Regions from separate parts of the Mus musculus genome. Here regions 1, 3, 4 and 5 are each linked to region 2. Evidence: chromatin contacts called from public Hi-C, HiChIP or PLAC-seq and Micro-C data. All regions are on one chromosome and are shown on one strand. Each heading gives the region's core, a stretch centred on a gene start, on an enhancer-like site or on the middle of the called end of the contact. The rest is flanking DNA. Distances are from core to core; before and after follow the strand shown. Region 1 has its middle 38 kb from the start of Gm12061. Region 2 overlaps Rel (reticuloendotheliosis oncogene). Region 3 holds the start of 0610010F05Rik (RIKEN cDNA 0610010F05 gene). Region 4 overlaps Pus10 (pseudouridylate synthase 10). Region 5 has its middle 4.5 kb from the start of Gm39612.

Region 1 (2,950 bases), core at 420-2,919, 100 kb before region 2:
AGCATGTGAATGAACGCTTCATCTGTGGTAATAAGAAATCAGAACATATCTAAAACTGCACAGTGTACACTAGCATACATATGTCATTTAGAAGGTTACATGTGTACTCACACTCAGAAAACAGAGACAGGAAGATCATGAGTTCAAAACCAGTCCAGACTATATAGCAAGACCCTGTGTCATATTTATATAAGCCAATAAAATAAGTATATGAATAAAACATGTACTGATAATCATAAATGTATTTTAAACAACTCTTGATATACATGTAATTTTACCATTTATTAACGATGAATGCAAATATGCATGCTAATAGGATAGATATGCTTGCTTATGTTTTCTGTAATGAACTAGGCTCTGAAGCTGGTAAGATGGCTCAGTGGATAAAGCACTTGCTGCACGAATGTGAGGGACTGAGTTCAAATCCCAAGACCCAGCTGTAGCAGCATCATATGTCCGCAATGCCAGGACACCAGTGCATTTAAGATGGCTGTAGTTTACTAAAGTGTGCAGTGGGAACACCAATGCCTTTCCTGAAATGAGAGCAGTGTAGTGACTCTCTAGCGTCATTATACTTGGTAGGCACTATGAAGTACTGTACAATCTAATTCATCTCTCTTGTTTCTGTCTTCTAAAAGTAGTGGTTATAATAAAAGGCTCTACTTTTAAAAAGTAGCTCAATGAATCAAAAGAAGAAATCCAACAGTTCCTGGCACTTAGCAGAATCCAACGAATCACGACCAGAGACATATGAAATAACATGGCACTTGATTGACAGTGGACAGCTCCTCTCCAAGAAATCCAGCCCGAGGATCAAGAAAAAAGGCCAACATCCCAGCCACCTCCATCCCAACATAGCCAGCCTAGGCAGTAGAGTGCCACCTCCCATGAGATGCTCTTGCCTTGTGTTGTGAGAATTTTCCCTGGCAAGTTGGAGGTGGGGAACTAGCCAACATCTACTTCCTCTCCACCTCACAAGGTCCCAATGACAAACTAGGGTAGAGCTCTGCCAAGATTCACTCTGGAAGAGCTGATCATTTAATCCGCTTACGAATGGACTAAGGCATTACAAGCAGGAGAGTAGGTGACTTAAGACAGCCATCCTGGAATCCGTGCAGGAAGTGTGCATGACTCTTCTGCCATGCCCAGCACCTCCCTGAGGCCACATGTAATTGGGGAGGAATTGCAATCAATTGGTTGGTAAGGATCCCATGACCCCAACCCCCACACTCAGTCTTCTATGTGGGAACAACGATCAACAGGTCCAGCTGTGATGATCTTTTGCCAAGTAGGCACAGCTGAACTCAGGCAGAGGCTGGCACTCAGCCTGAAGGGTACGCCTGAACACCTTGTCACCCAGCCTTTCAGAAAACAGCTGCTGGATTTGTAGGAAAAAAAGAAAGTAGAACTCATGAATTATTACAAAGTTCACTATCTATATATTACAACGGGTTAGAGAACTTAGCAAACTACCTGTACCAGCCAGCACAGCACCCAGAACGTCCGGCTGAGCCGATGCTTCAACAGAGTTTAACATTCTGCAATGTAAACATCTGTATGTTGACATCCCCACTTCTGATCCAACTAGATCTGTAAGCAGCCACACGTGGGGAGGGTGCCACAGCTTAAAGCCACACCCATACCAGCTGCACCTGTATTCCCCTCCTCCCACCTCTCCTGGGCACGGGGCAAGACTGTCTAACCCTATTTCCAACTCACTTCCTGCTAGAGCTTTATAGCAGTTCAAAGAACTAAGTTCAGGTTCTTTCCAAATAGGTTGGTTTCTTGAAACTCACCAACAAGTCAAACATCAGAAAAGTGGGGATTTCTGAACACCACCCACTTGGATGGTAACTGATATTTAGTAGTTTCAAATATTAAGAAAAGAAAAAAAATTGACCTTGATTAGGCAGTATCTAATCTCCCAGGGCACAGGAAATGAAAGCGAGCAAGTCTGATTTGCAGGAGGCCCTGAGGTTGCACAAAGTAGTGGCTCCCCCAGCAAGGCCCACTCACGGCCTGCCTCCAGCTGAACACCCAGAGGGAAAGCACCATTAAACTCCCTATAAATTCAGCAACCAAACAGTTGTACCATGGTGAGGGGGTGGGGAAAGGGAAGAAGGAAGAGAGGGTATCATAGGTTTGAGAAGGCTATGCTGTTGGGGCCAGAGGGATTCAGTGGTCAACCAGCCTACTTATTCCATATATGTTTAGGATGAATGTTCTGGAAACTAGATAGCATTGGAAGGACCAGTTGAAAGTACTGGATGTGTTTGGCTGGAAAAGTAATCAGAGCTCCACTTTCCATGGATGCTGGAGGGAAGGAGAGGCCCAGAGATGAGGTTGCTGTTATGATCCACCTAAGAGATGTTAGAGGAAACCAAGCTGGCAAAACAAGTTTTGAGAGATTTTGAGGGGGTGGGAGGGAGGATGGGCTCTGCCATCAAAATACATGATGGGAAGAGTGGAAGATGATGCACACCTTTCTTAGGCAAACACTGCCATCACTGAGCAACTGTGAGAACAGCAGAGGAGGCTGGGAAGCAAGGCTCCTGACTTCAGATTAGTAGTGTTGAATCAGCGCTGTCTGGCACCCCCATGTGGTCATCCGTGACAGGTCAGGAGAAATGCTGCTGCAGAGCGGCTAGATTTCAGCACCAGTCACCATCCTTCCAGATCACTGTGGGGATTCCCAGCTCCAGGAACAGGCTTCTGCAGAAGAAATTCTTGGCTGGTTGAACCCTTACTGCAACCCACAGCCAAAGTGGGTTTACCTAATTGGCCATTTGGGGGATGACATCAGAGCATGCACAGACCTGCCCCTGGCCTTTCTCTTTAGATCTTTCTGGTCATGCCCTCAGTGGACTGTGGAGCAAGCCCACTTGAAGCTGACCCAAAATCATGTCTCTGATCAAGTCTCTTCTCAATAGTTGGATGTGAATCTTTGCCT
Region 2 (2,900 bases), core at 364-2,863:
ATGTTAGGCTAGAAATCTGCCAACATATCCACCACTTCTTATTTTTTAACTTTTGACTGTTTTGAGACAGAATCTCACTGTGTAGCTCAGCTTAGCTTCCAACGTGTAGTGATCCTCCTTCCTCAGCCTCCAGAGCACCGGGGTTATAAGTAAGCATGCATTACCATGTCTGGATAGGTATACCTCTTTATATTGTTGAAAGTAAGAAAACATATGTTGTGATTAATCTCTTCGTTCTGTATGTTCTACAAAATAATTGTGACTATCCTGTAATACACAGACATAATCTCCAAAAAGTTCTTCTTATTAATAGTAATGACACAAAACACAAAAAGCCCTAGAAGTACACACTTGACAAGAAATCTTAACGCCTGCATGTCTTGATCTTCCAGCAGTGTTTCAAACTTTCAGTCAGTCATTTGTGTCTTGAATACTCTTTCTTGATTTCTGTGAAGACAAACTTGTTGTAACCTGTAGTTTTCTGGCTGTTGTTCGATGGCCCCTGGTTTTTATCTTTTGTCCCACTCTAGTGATATATATATATATATTAGTTGTTGGGGTTTTTGTTTGTTTGTTCGTTTTTGAAACAGGGTTTCCTCTGTATAGCCCTAGATGTCCTGGAACTTACTCTTTAGACCAAGTTGGTCTTGAACTCAGAGATCTACCTGCCTTTGCCTCCCAAGTACTAGGTCTAAAGGTGTATGCCTCCACTGTCCAGCTTAGTGCCTCTGATCTTATACTGCAGTCAGGAGAGTGTTCCTTCAGTCTCTGTTCACAGTGTTCTTTCAGAGAGATGTGATTTACTTAGTTCACAAGACTTGAGCTAGCAGGGTTGTTGTTTGTTTGTTTGTTTTTAAATTCTAGTAGTATCATAGGCCTTGTAAGCCCTTTGGACTCTTATGTCCTACTCAGTGGCAGGAAAACATCCACAAAAGATATGTGAGTGAATGAACATGCATGTGTTCCAATACAAACTTTATTTGCAAAATGAGCAGTATGCTGAATTTGGCCCATGATTTAGAGTTTGCCAACCGTCCATTCCAGACACTAAGTTCCATGAAGAGAGGAAAATGTATCTCCATTCCCTTTGGGAGTTTTAGTGCACAATTGGAACTCCAGAACGTGTTGAATGACTATGAAAAAGTACATTGAGTGAATGATCAGACGCCCCATGATTCTTAGCTTCCTTAAGTCAGTGCTTTCGCCTCTTTCCCTTCTTTCCTTTCTTTAGTACTGGGCTGATTCCAGGGTATGATGTGCTAGACAGGTACCACACTACTGAGCTAACCCTCTGTGCATACCCGATGAGGTTATTCAGATGAAAGAAAACCAAGTCGTGTATGTTAGGGTGAAGAATTATTTTGTTGCAGGATTTCAAGAAAGGATTAAGAATTGACAATTTATTTTTTGTTATTGGAGGAGGAGGAGGAAGGAAGTGGCAAAGTTATTTTAGGTGCTAATGAAGTCACAGGTGTGAGTGCCAAGCATGAAGCATGAACATACAGTAATAGGAACATGGAGTAAGGCAAACCAGGCAGCCTCTGGCTGCAAGTGCCAAGTGAAGTTTGAAGAAACAGTGATGTTCTTATCATTTGAGTTTTGCTTCCTTATTCACACCCACCCATCTCAGATGATGTCATGGTTTTTCCATGTGGGAACAAGTATGACTGGATGGTGGTAGGGGAGTTCCCCCATCATCATTTGTATTACACATATGCAAATGAGTAATATTTGTAGCTATTGAGAAGTTTTCCATAAATGACCCTTTGAAACTGTTGCTAAATATTGTTAGTATTAACCCTCTCTAATAAAAATACTTCATTTCCTATATTGTAATCATATAACATGGCATAAAGTGTATTCTGTTGTCAATGAAAAAAATTGAGGCCAGGCTAAAGTACACAGCAAGACCTTGTACAGCTGTGTTTTCATATATTTCATGGTACATTTTTTAGTGATGAGCTAGGCAGGCATCATAACTGAGCAGAGGGAATCAAATATAAGAAGGCTAGCCCGGTTCCTCATCAGAGTGGATAACTGTGTGTAAGTGGGGTTACAGGTGCTCAGCTCTAACAGATTGTCTCTGTGCCCAAGGAGTGCTAGCAAACCTCTGAAATGTTCATGAAACCAGAAGAGCTGATGCTCAGCTCTGATCACCTCACTCTTAAGTTTGGTAATGTATATATATAATTTTTAAAATGCACTAGCCACTTCTATACATTTTTTAAAAATACATAGGTTAACACTGCTATAAGTTTAGCAAAACATACCTGCATATTTCAGGGTCCAGCTGTCTTTGTACCTTTTGATACACCAATTTTAGTAAATTGATCATGAGTTTGTTTGGAAGGTGAAACTTTGCTTCTTGATGGTTTTGTTTGTTTTACTTGTAATGTTTATCTACCTTGGTATATTTGACTAAGCCTATTGGCAAAATGTAATTATAAAATAGTATATTTGACAGTTATATAATACTCTATATACTTTTTTAGTTTGGGACAGGTTTTCCCATAATCCAGGGTAGCCTAAAAGTTGCTAGGTAACCAAGGTACCACTTGCCTCCATCTCCTAGTGCTAGAATTAAAGGCATGTCACCATGTGCTCTATTTTTCTATTAACAATTCTCTTAGGCAGGCCTATGTTTGTTTCTCTTGTATCTTCTTTATTATCACAGTCAGAAACAGGATCTGTGACCTAGAGGTTGGTGTGGCAGAGAGCTGACTTTCTGAGTATGTTTGATTTTTGTCATACTTTTGTTTAACTATGATGTGATTTTGAAAGTTTCATTTTTTGCTTTTAGTTTTCAAAATTTGGGTATTCGGTGTGTAAAGAAAAAGGAAGTGAAAGAAGCTATTATTTTAAGGATTAGTGCAGGAATCAATCCTTTCAATGGTAAGTGC
Region 3 (3,213 bases), core at 641-3,140, 120 kb after region 2:
ATGTCTCCATCAAATTCCTCCCCTCAGAGGACAGGGCACCCATGGAAGAGAAAAGAGTGTAAGCAGCAGAGGGTACGGAGGACACCAAGAAAACAAGGCCCTCTAAACCAACATGGCCAAGCACACAAGAACTTGAGAGACTGAAGCAGCATGCACAGGGCTGCAACAGGCCCTCTGCACATATATTATGGCTTTCAGTTTAGTGTTTTTATGGGATTGCTGTGTGAGCAAGCTGGTCTCTGTCTCTTGTGCTTTCTCTTGTCTCTTTTTCTTCTGTTTGTCCAATTCTGGTGTGTTAATTTTTGTTTTATCTTGTATTTTATTTTATTGTTTAAAAAAAAGAGTAGCCGGGCATGGTGGCGCACACCTTTAATCTCACCACTCGGGAGGCAGAGGCAGGTGGATTTCTGAGTTCGAGGCCAGCCTGGTCTACAGAGTGAGTTCCAGGACAGCCAGGGCTATAAAGAGAAACCCTGTCTCGAAAAACCAAAAAAAAAAAAAAGAAAAGAAAAGAAAAAGTAATTGTATAACCTTCGTAGTGTGCCATGTTGATTAAAGTAGATAACAGATGCATACCTGGCATATATAAATGTTCCATGGATGATAGGCTTCCTTTACTGCATGCATTAATTTGACAAATGAGCCCTTCACAAGTCTGGTTACAAAAACCTGGGCATCACGAAGCATTCATAAAGCAGAAACCGTGGCTTATCTGCTGCCACACTTATCTGACTTGGAGGTCGAAAGCTCTATGTGCAGCCACTGAAGTTCAAGCTGAATGTGAACACATGTTCTCCTGAGAGCAAGACAGGGACCATTCGCTCCCAGCAGGAAGCCTGAGCCTGCGAAATGATCCAAGTGCTTCTCTCACCGTGCTACTCGGAGCTTCGCTGAGGTCTGAGGCCCATTATCAAATGTGGAAGCCTCATTCCTTGGGCATAATTTGGACTCTACCTGCACATTGAGACCACCTCCCCCCAGTGGGAAGGGAGATCTATTTGAGTGGTAGGAGGAAAGCCTTGGCAGATAAGGCGATTGAAGAGAAAACAATAAACAACAACAAAAAACAAACAAACGTTCAACTTCCTCTGGGAAACAAAAAAGAAATGAAGATTTGATCGAAACCATAACATTGAGAGTTACTTATATTCTTTTTGATATACAGCTTACACTGAATACATTGCTCGTTCTCACTGTCTCTGTCTCTGTCTCTGTCTCTCTCTCTCTCTGTCTCTCTCTCTCTCTCTCTCTCTCTCTCTGTCTCTGTCTCTCTCTGCTTGCAAACAGGTTTATTAGTGGACACTGTTTTAGTTTAATCTTGCCAGAACCATGGAGTGATTGCCAACGAAAACTCACATCTGGCCACTAATACATTTCCATCAGTGCTCTAAGACTGAACATCAATCAGCCTTCCAAGTTTAACACTGGAACATTTGCCACACTATATCTGAGAAGTCGCCAGCTTTTCAGTTTACAGTATGTTTCTAAGTCCCAGCCAACGCCCTATCCAATCATATATTTTTTCTGTTGAACCTAAGCAGCTTATAGCAAAATGAGTGACAGGGAAAGATTTATTCTTTTCATTCGAGCTCCCTTTATCTCCCACGTTCAAGATCAAGCGCTGAGGACCTAGTCGCTAAGAGACATGACGCTAAGAGAGTGGGGACGCTGCACTGCGACAGGCCAGAGAGGACGAGCCAGAGAGGGCAGGGTGAAGAGCAGGCTCTGTGCAGCGGTGGGCTGCACTCTGGCACCGCCCGCACCCGCCCACCCGCAGGATCTCGTCGCTCATTGGATGCTCTGCTGCGGCGCTAGCTTGCGATTGGCCCGGGCGCGTCGATCAGGCCCCGCCCCTCGGCGCTCTTGCTGGGCGGCTGGCTAGCGGGCGCAGGCGGGTGCGGCCGCGGCTCGTGAGGCCGCCTCAGCCTGGCGTGTGCGCCGGGTCGCGCCGTTCTGGGCGCGAGCGCGGGCGGTGCTGGCCGCTGCAGGTGACACCGGCGCGGTGAGGGCCGCCGCGGCCCTGTGGAGGTGAGAGAGACGCTGAGAGGCTGGGGCACCCACTCGGAAGCTGGAGTGGGGCGAGGGCCGGGAGCGCCGCTGCCCATCCGGGCGGGCGGACTGGCGGGCGGGCGGGCGGTGCGGGGCCCCGCTGCCCGGAAGCCCGCGGACGCCCGGGCGCTGCCTGCGGCCCCGTCCCGCCGCCGCCCTCGCCTACGCTCTTGGCGACGGAGCCCAGCTTCGGTCGCCGGACTCCGGCCCTCACAGTCCCCGCCAGGCTGCTTTCCGATGCCTTTGTCTGCTCCTCTCCAGCCCGCGCCTCGAGTCGGTGTCCACGCCGCGGAATCCCGGTCCCGAGGACGCGCCGCGCAGGGAGCCTCGGACCCGGGCTTGGAAAGGCTACTTACCCGGGTGGGCAGTGATGTCCGGTCTTTCAGAATCAGAGCCAACCGGCTGGGTCACACGTGTGGATGAGAGTCAGGAAGTCTGTTGTAGATCAGGACTAACAGCCTCCCTCTGCTGTGCCAGAGGCCTTCCACCTGTCCCTGTGACCACCCCCCACCTCCACTCCCTCCTCTGCCTAGGGAAAGATCAAGAGCCCCCTTTTCATTGAAAAATGAAAAGCAGATGCTTGTCCATATGAATAAGCCAAAATAAGGAATAGGTTATGTTCTTTAAAGGTGTAAAATGTTAAAACAATAGAATTTTTATATTTTAGTAAATAATGTTATTTATTTACTAAATATATTATACCTTAAACACTTTTAAAGTATGGTGTCATGCATGAGAGGATAATTTTGAGTTTTAGATATTTTCTTTTGGTCATAGTTTTTTATACGTTTATACCTTTCTCCAGAATGAGATGCATGTGCCAGCTGTTCTAAGACTGTATGTTATTCATACCCTAAAGGAAACATTCTCAGAGATTAGTTTAACTAGAATACACAGTAGTTTTTTTCCCTTGATTGGAAAGATTCAATTGTGTCAACAGAAAAAAAATTCACACCCAAGTTACTTAAATCATCCATTACCACGAATAAATGAGTATTATATTTGAAATATACAAGTTTTTAAGAATTTGATGGAGACATCTTTCTTGTTATTTTAATTAAGTGCTGGGAACTTAGCTCATTTGTGGAGTACACTGCCACCACCACCACCAAAAACAGAAAATAAATTTTAATTAAATATCTGAAAGTTAAAAGTGAAAAAGCA
Region 4 (3,179 bases), core at 182-2,681, 72 kb after region 2:
ATTGCCTAAGGGGGTGGACTAACTGTGCAGAGCACTCAATCCCACCTCAGGCAAGTTAAAGCTGCTTGTAACTCCAGCTTCAGGGGATCCGACCTCCAGCCTCTACAGAAACCCACACTTGTGTGCACATATGCATGATTAACAAAGTAAGAATAGGGCCAGTCATGGTGGCACAGGCCTTTAATCCCAACACACAACAGGTAGCGAGACAGGAATATCTCTGAGTTCTAGGCCAGCAAGGGCTACACAGTAAGACCGTGCATCAAGCCAAACAAATAAATAAAGATCTTTAAGATGTGAGAAAGGGACTGGAGAGATAGTTCAGTGGTCAGGTGTATATGGCTGGTCTTCCAGAGGACCTGTGTTCAATTCCCAGTGGCAGCTCACAACTCCAGTTGTGACTCCAGTCCCTATGACGTCCATAGGCACCATAGCAGGCACATGTGGATGCCAGGGGTCAGCCTGGGCACTGCTCCTCAGAAGCTTCCCACTTGTTCCTTTGAGACACACTCTCTAGTTGAGACCTGGGACTCGGTAATTAGACTAAGCTGACTGGCCAGCAGGCTCTGGAAACCCTCTTGTCTCCTCCACCTCCCCAGTGCTGATATGACAAGCTCACTTTATCCAGTGCTCCTGGCTTGGCGTTTGGGTACCAGAGATCTTTTTACATGGCCATGGGGATCGAACTCAGGGCCACAAACTTGAGGGGCAAGCACTTTATTGACTGAGCCATCTCCCACATCTTTAAATTATTTCTCTTGTTAAGATATTACAAGAGCCCTTGTTTTGTTTAAAAACAGACAGAGAGCTAAGGATTCTTTCTCTAACTTTAAAGATATCACAGTTTTTGGAGAAAGTACCAAAGGAGGTGCATCTGCCCTAGAAACAACCCGTGTTTAAAATCTTACCAAATCACAGCGTGGGCAGTATGGCAAGTGGCAATTACAAGCATTCTCTTTGGGATAGGCTAGTTCAGAGTTCAGAGTTCAAATCCTAACTCTACTATTCATCAGTAATGCAATCTTCAGTTTCAATTTCATCACAGAAAAATGAAGACAAAAGCCCAGCCTTCTTTGAGCGCTGTGATGTCTGAGTGAGATTGCCTATACAAATACTCAATAAACAGCAGTGCCTTACATTCATAAGTTTATCTTGCTAAAAAGACATAGTTTATCTCCTAAAAAACATAGTACTCATGTAGCTGTGTTCTATGTGACCTATGCTTTACTGTCACTATGTATGACTCAGATACAATTGTGACAGAATTACTAAATCTAAAGCAAAGCGATATTATTCAAAACAAAATTAAAAAAAAATAAAAGATGGTTGACATGACATTTCTGTCATTCAAATCAGAAATAGGAAGAGCCTAAATTAGAAGTTCCTTTTTTTCTGAAACTTAGTGCACGAGGCTACAGTCCTAAAAGTTAATGTACCCGAAAACCATATCATAAGGCTCTCCACAGCTGGCAAGTGGCCGTGTGCTAATGTGGTACCTCCAACAGAGACACGTTTAAGGGATTTGCTTCTTCATGCTTTCCTTTAAATTCTATACACCGCTGATTCCAACTATAAGTTCTAAAGATGCTGTGTGATGAATCACAGGTATAGAAACATGCAAATCAAAACAGGAGACTTCACTGTTTTTAATGCAGCCTATGCATACATTCACACAGTGAAAAACCATAGCAACCAACCTCTTCCTTCTTGCTCTTTCTCCACCTATACCAGCTGGAGGCAGGCCAGTAAAAAAGGCAAGCTAGAAAATAAATATATGTCTTTAATCATTTAAAGCACATGCTTGACTATGCTTTCAACTGCATTCCTGGATCCAATATACAGTACATTTCCATGGTGGTCCGGCCCTACTTAACCACTGCTGGAATTAGTACAAAGTATAATACATGTGTAAGAAAACACCCTAGTGAAGCCTAGGGCTCTGTATACTTAACATGAATTATAAAAACAATGTGAGTAGTTAAGAAAGTTATTCTGTAACTAAAATGATCAGGTAAAGTCAAATACACAAAATTTACAGGTTGAAGAGATAACATGGCTTTACAAAGTGTTATGAAAAGAGCAGGAAAACACATTCAAATTCCCATAAACATAAGATGGGACGTCATTTGATCTCTATGAGCTCAGGGCTTTCTTTTTCAAATGAAGATGTGATGGCTAGGCAAGTGGTCACCATCCTTAAGGATGGAAAAAACTTACCTTTTTGCCGATGCACACACTAGGGCTACATTAAACTTGAAGAGGGCCACTGAAAAAGTTCAACAGGTACAGGCACTTGTCTCTAAACATAATGGCCAGAATTCAATCCCCAGGGCCCACATGGTAGGAGAGAGCCAACTCCCAGAAGTTGCCTTCTGACCAGTACATATGCACTATGTCATGCACACATGTACACTCATACATGATGAATAAATAAATAAATGTATGTCATACGAATTTTAAAACAATTGGCAGATGGCTTGGAGGGTAAACGTTTACTGTGCAAGCCTGGCAAAGTGGGATGGATCCCTGGAGCCTATATAAAGGCAGGAGAAAACTGATGTTACAGTTGTCCTCAGACCTCCACACACTGTGGCATGGGCTCCCTCCCCCAATACAGAACACACACATACACAGGAACACTGAGAATTTTCAAATCATTTAAAGAGTGACCATCGAAGGTCACTTTTTATGTGCTAAGGTCAGGAACTCACAGACTTTCTTGCAGTCATTCTCAAAAGGTAAGAACGGGTTTGCACCTGGAGAGGTGTTCTCTCCAGGGCTGTGATAAATCACAACAATGTACACATAACTATCATCCTTTAAATTCAATGCCAGGAAAAGCTAGGGAGCCCTGTTCTACGTGACTAGGAAGGTGTCTTCAAGCCCTATGAGTCCATGACTCTTATTTGTGTGTGCATGGGCATTGTGCATGCCATGGTGTGCATGCTGAGGTCAGAAGACAATTTGTGAGCACTGGTTCTCTCTTTTCCACCATGTGGGTCCAAGGAACTGAGCTCGGAGCTTTGGACTTGGGGACTCGTGTTAACTTGATGAGTCACCTCACTGGCTTTTCCATGTCTCTTAAAAGTGCAAAATTGCATATGCTGGAAACCTCTTGGAGTCACATCTTACAGAAAGATGGATTTGGATGGCTGCATAAACATACTTGTGTGCTATGA
Region 5 (3,092 bases), core at 333-2,832, 69 kb before region 2:
AGTTCTTGGCAATCAAGCTACCTCTGAGACACTGAGACCCTGGTGTGACCAAGCTCCTGGTATCCTGGCATCCTAAGATCCTGGGCGTGTTACAGCGCCTGAAAATGGTGTCTCCTCTGGTATGTTCGAAACCAAGGTGTAACAGCACCTATCAGAAGGAACCTGAGCCACTGGTCAGGCAGGGCTCCCTTGTCCTTGCTCCTGCTGTCACAGGCCCATCACAATTGGTTTGGAATAGATGTTGTGTTCCACTCACCAGTGATCCTAAGATCCTGTACATGCTAGGGCACCTCCAGCATGGAGAGTCCTCTGGGGACCGTGGGAATCATCCACTGAGTTCATGCCCAAGATGGCCCAGAGCTGGCGCCGACCTGAAGGAGCTGAATACTAATTAATCAACTGATTATTATCATTTACAGTTATCTATAATCTACTAACAGAGAAAATGGCAATTCTTTACTAATTATCTGTTGCTAGACCTCTTGGCACTTCAATTGCAATATCTCTAAGTGAAGATAATAATGGCCACACACACACTTGGTGATGTAGTTCAGTTATAGAACACTTGTGTGGTTTGCACAAAGCACTGAGTTTGATTTCCTGCAGGGAAGAAAATGACACTGGCTTTATGTAATTATTCATTATGAGAGTAATTTCTCTCCATCCTCTTCCTCTCTGCTTTCCCACCCTTAGACCTCAGCTTTCTCTAATGTGGAACCGCCTCTTCTTGCACTTGGATTATACCTTAAATGATACTTTTCTAGAACCATCTCAGTCCTGGTATCACAAGATAAAGGTCTGTACCTGTGTTCCTGCCATACCTTAATTGTCTTATCCAGCTTTTATCACACAGAATTGTAGATACCAGAGCATAGAGTTTGTGTCTATTGTCCAATTGCAGGGTTCAGTTTTTTTTTTTTTTTTTTTTTTTAAAGATTTATTTATTATTATATGTAAGTACACTGTAGCTGTCTTCAGACACTCCAGAAGAGGGCGCCAGATCTTGTTACGGATGGTTATGAGCCACCATGTGGTTGCTGGGATTTGAACTCTGGACCTTCGGAAGAGCAGTCGGGTGCTCTTACCCACTGAGCCATCTCACCAGCCCCAGGGTTCAGTTTTGATAAACATTGATCGAATTAAAGAATGAGTTGATGAATGGAAGACATAGCTTACTAATGCCAACTGGATCAATGGTGGAAATTCCTTCAACCATATCAGTGGGGCAGGTATGAAACTATACTTACCCTCAAAAGGATATCTGCCTTTAGAAACATAGGTATTGGGCCCAACTGTTACATACTTCTCTTTTAAAAATAATGACATTTAATGACAACAGCTCAAAAACTAGTTTCTTTTTAACTGCATTTCTATATATACAGTAGTAACATGTATCAGGATAATAATACCAAGAAGTTTCTTTAGGTGTCTTTTCTCCTTCTTCTCCTTCTCCTCCTTCTCCTTCTGATTTAGCCGAGCACAAACAGGAAGGGGAAACAGGAACTGAATCCCCTAGCACATAGTCATGTGCTTCTGTTTCTCAGAGCCTTGGTTACAGTGAAGAGGTAAATGACATTTAGATATAAAGCTAGTGACTTCAAATCTCAGTCCCTGGTGAAATAGGGTATTTCCATGAGGTGATCACTGCTCTAAATATGTCAATAATTGTCGTCCTTCTGCTGAACAGAGAGCTCCAGCACAAAGGACTTTCCCTAGGAGTCCTGGCTCAGCCATTTCCCCGCCCCTGGGTAGTGTTTAATGCATGGTATTTGTGAGATGCTCAAAATTAACTTGTCCTCTGCAAGGCATCATTCCAAGGCATAATGGAAGAGAGTCATGATATCCATCCAGAGGGACCAAGGCACACAGACAAATCTCACCAGAGGCATAGAGTTATATAAGAGAGCTAGACCACATTCACCAAAGATGACTGGACATGCCAAGAACCAGCAGAGAATGAAAGAGGTGGGCAGAGTGGAGTTCTCTTCAGTGCAACAGGGGAGCCAAGGAAAATGAGGCAGGAGATTGTCAGTGATGGAGGGTAGGGAGAATTCATTTGTAAGAAGGAAAAGAGGCAAAAGGATAGGGTTAATGTGTATGTCAGGAGGTGGAGGGTTGCCAAAAGAAGAAACAAATCAGGATGGAGGGGTAAACTTAGGGAAGATAGAAGTTTTCTTTCCTCCAAGGGTATAGACAGATTTTAGGAGGAGAAGTGTCAGGAGTTCCTCTTGGAGATGGACATGCTGGGACAACTGTCCACACTTAGGCTTGGAGGAAGTTAGAGGCTTTGTGGGGCTCTGGCTTCAGCATCTGTAGAACACAGTTGATGGTACTGGCCTAGAAAATGAAGTGTATATATCACACTGGACTGGTGCTTATGGCTGTAACATCATTGATAGCAATGAGAATTACTATTGTTACTAAGGAAAGCAAAAACCAAGGGATCTACAGGAGGTAAATGGGGAGAAGATGGTTTAGGGCCTGGAGGATGCTGGCTACCAAAGGACTGTGAAGGAGAGAATCAGAAGGTGACTAGAGGGGAAGCTAAGAACAATGAAAAAGACTAGCTAGGGCCAGAGAGCAGGGAAGGTGGGGCCCACCATTCCATCAACAGCTTATCAGTACTCAAACCTCTGAAGGGAATGGTTGATTGCTTTAGTTCTAGAGACACTGATGGAGGACCCTGTTATTCAAAGACTGCTGCCAAGCATAGGGGCATATTACTCATGAAGGAAGAGCCAGCTACATGATGATCGATGGTTTATATGGGATTCTCCAGTGCAGAATACCTTGAGACTGCCATCATGCCCTGCCTGCTGATCCTTTCACTTGATGACTTGCGTGGTCAGCTGATCTGCAGTGAAAGGGGGTATCTTAGAACGGAGACACTCAACCTCAGTGCTTTGGCACAGAAGCCAAATAATCACTTGCTGGAAGGGCCTGTCCTGGATATTATGGGCTATTTAACAGCATCTCTGACCTTTGTATACTAAATGCCAATAACAGACCTAACACTCTCATCTAGCTATGACCCTTGACACTGCTCCAAGTTAGAGTCACTAATCTGGAAGGACAGTATAATCCTCAGTGAG

Evidence for each region. HiChIP or PLAC-seq counts read pairs in DNA pulled down with a chosen protein or histone mark. Hi-C and Micro-C count contacts between places; a contact is called where the count stands out from the background.
Region 1: a contact with region 2 is called in a CTCF HiChIP or PLAC-seq map of CD8 T cells, with 11 read pairs. The contact joins two enhancer-like sites. A contact is called at or near these places in 1 of 39 promoter capture datasets (HPC-7-derived erythroid cells), 3 of 15 datasets of contacts at CTCF or cohesin (CD8 T cells, large pre-B cells and pro-B cells), 33 of 484 Hi-C or Micro-C datasets (B cells, CD4 T cells, CD8 T cells and 18 more), 15 of 115 datasets of contacts at active chromatin or transcription factors (the 230-238 cell line, CD4 single positive thymocytes, CD8 T cells and 11 more) and 3 of 9 other capture datasets (adipose tissue, liver and pancreatic islet).
Region 3: a contact with region 2 is called in a Hi-C map of regulatory T cells, with 2.7 times the contacts expected there. The contact joins the promoter of 0610010F05Rik here to the enhancer-like site in region 2. A contact is called at or near these places in 8 of 484 Hi-C or Micro-C datasets (CD4 T cells, the HPC-5 cell line, the N1E-115 cell line and 5 more), 2 of 115 datasets of contacts at active chromatin or transcription factors (the SCID.adh cell line and bone marrow-derived macrophages) and 2 of 9 other capture datasets (adipose tissue and liver).
Region 4: a Micro-C map of B cells shows a contact between it and region 2, with 2.2 times the contacts expected there. The contact joins two enhancer-like sites. A contact is called at or near these places in 2 of 39 promoter capture datasets (3T3-L1-derived adipocytes and trophoblast stem cells), 2 of 15 datasets of contacts at CTCF or cohesin (the NIH/3T3 cell line and pro-B cells), 44 of 484 Hi-C or Micro-C datasets (B cells, the C10 cell line, CD4 T cells and 29 more), 10 of 115 datasets of contacts at active chromatin or transcription factors (the 230-238 cell line, CD8 T cells, the HPC-7 cell line and 7 more) and 2 of 9 other capture datasets (adipose tissue and liver).
Region 5: an H3K27ac HiChIP or PLAC-seq map of bone marrow-derived dendritic cells shows a contact between it and region 2, with 2.1 times the contacts expected there. The contact joins two enhancer-like sites. A contact is called at or near these places in 7 of 484 Hi-C or Micro-C datasets (B cells, CD4 T cells, the HPC-5 cell line and 3 more), 8 of 115 datasets of contacts at active chromatin or transcription factors (the 230-238 cell line, CD8 T cells, the HPC-7 cell line and 5 more) and 3 of 9 other capture datasets (adipose tissue, liver and pancreatic islet).

What each region holds. Positions count from the first base shown.
Region 1 is chr11:23,855,235-23,858,184 of GRCm38.p6, reverse strand. No RefSeq gene overlaps it. Among named protein-coding and RNA genes, the nearest start is that of Gm12061, 38 kb to the left of the region's middle. Within about 2 kb of position 1,669, at least 47 of the 459 cell types and tissues checked have an H3K27ac peak or open chromatin away from gene starts, as enhancers often do. A contact at or near this core is called in CD8 T cells, Th1 cells and regulatory T cells, where this site is marked.
Region 2 is chr11:23,753,209-23,756,108 of GRCm38.p6, reverse strand. Rel (reticuloendotheliosis oncogene) reads left to right here. Exons shown (of 10, transcript NM_009044.3): 4 at 2,801-2,892. Among named protein-coding and RNA genes, the nearest start is that of Rel, 16 kb to the left of the region's middle. Within about 2 kb of position 1,613, at least 38 of the 459 cell types and tissues checked have an H3K27ac peak or open chromatin away from gene starts, as enhancers often do. A contact at or near this core is called in B cells, CD8 T cells, Th1 cells and 6 more, where this site is marked.
Region 3 is chr11:23,632,308-23,635,520 of GRCm38.p6, reverse strand. 0610010F05Rik (RIKEN cDNA 0610010F05 gene) reads left to right here and starts at 1,890. Exons shown (of 22, transcript NM_027860.3): 1 at 1,890-2,028.
Region 4 is chr11:23,681,088-23,684,266 of GRCm38.p6, reverse strand. The region is part of intron 4 of Pus10 (pseudouridylate synthase 10); the gene reads right to left. Among named protein-coding and RNA genes, the nearest start is that of Pus10, 17 kb to the right of the region's middle. Within about 2 kb of position 1,431, at least 21 of the 459 cell types and tissues checked have an H3K27ac peak or open chromatin away from gene starts, as enhancers often do. A contact at or near this core is called in B cells, bone marrow-derived macrophages, centroblasts and 2 more, where this site is marked.
Region 5 is chr11:23,821,926-23,825,017 of GRCm38.p6, reverse strand. No RefSeq gene overlaps it. Among named protein-coding and RNA genes, the nearest start is that of Gm39612, 4.5 kb to the right of the region's middle. Within about 2 kb of position 1,582, at least 50 of the 459 cell types and tissues checked have an H3K27ac peak or open chromatin away from gene starts, as enhancers often do. A contact at or near this core is called in B cells, CD8 T cells, bone marrow-derived dendritic cells and 1 more, where this site is marked.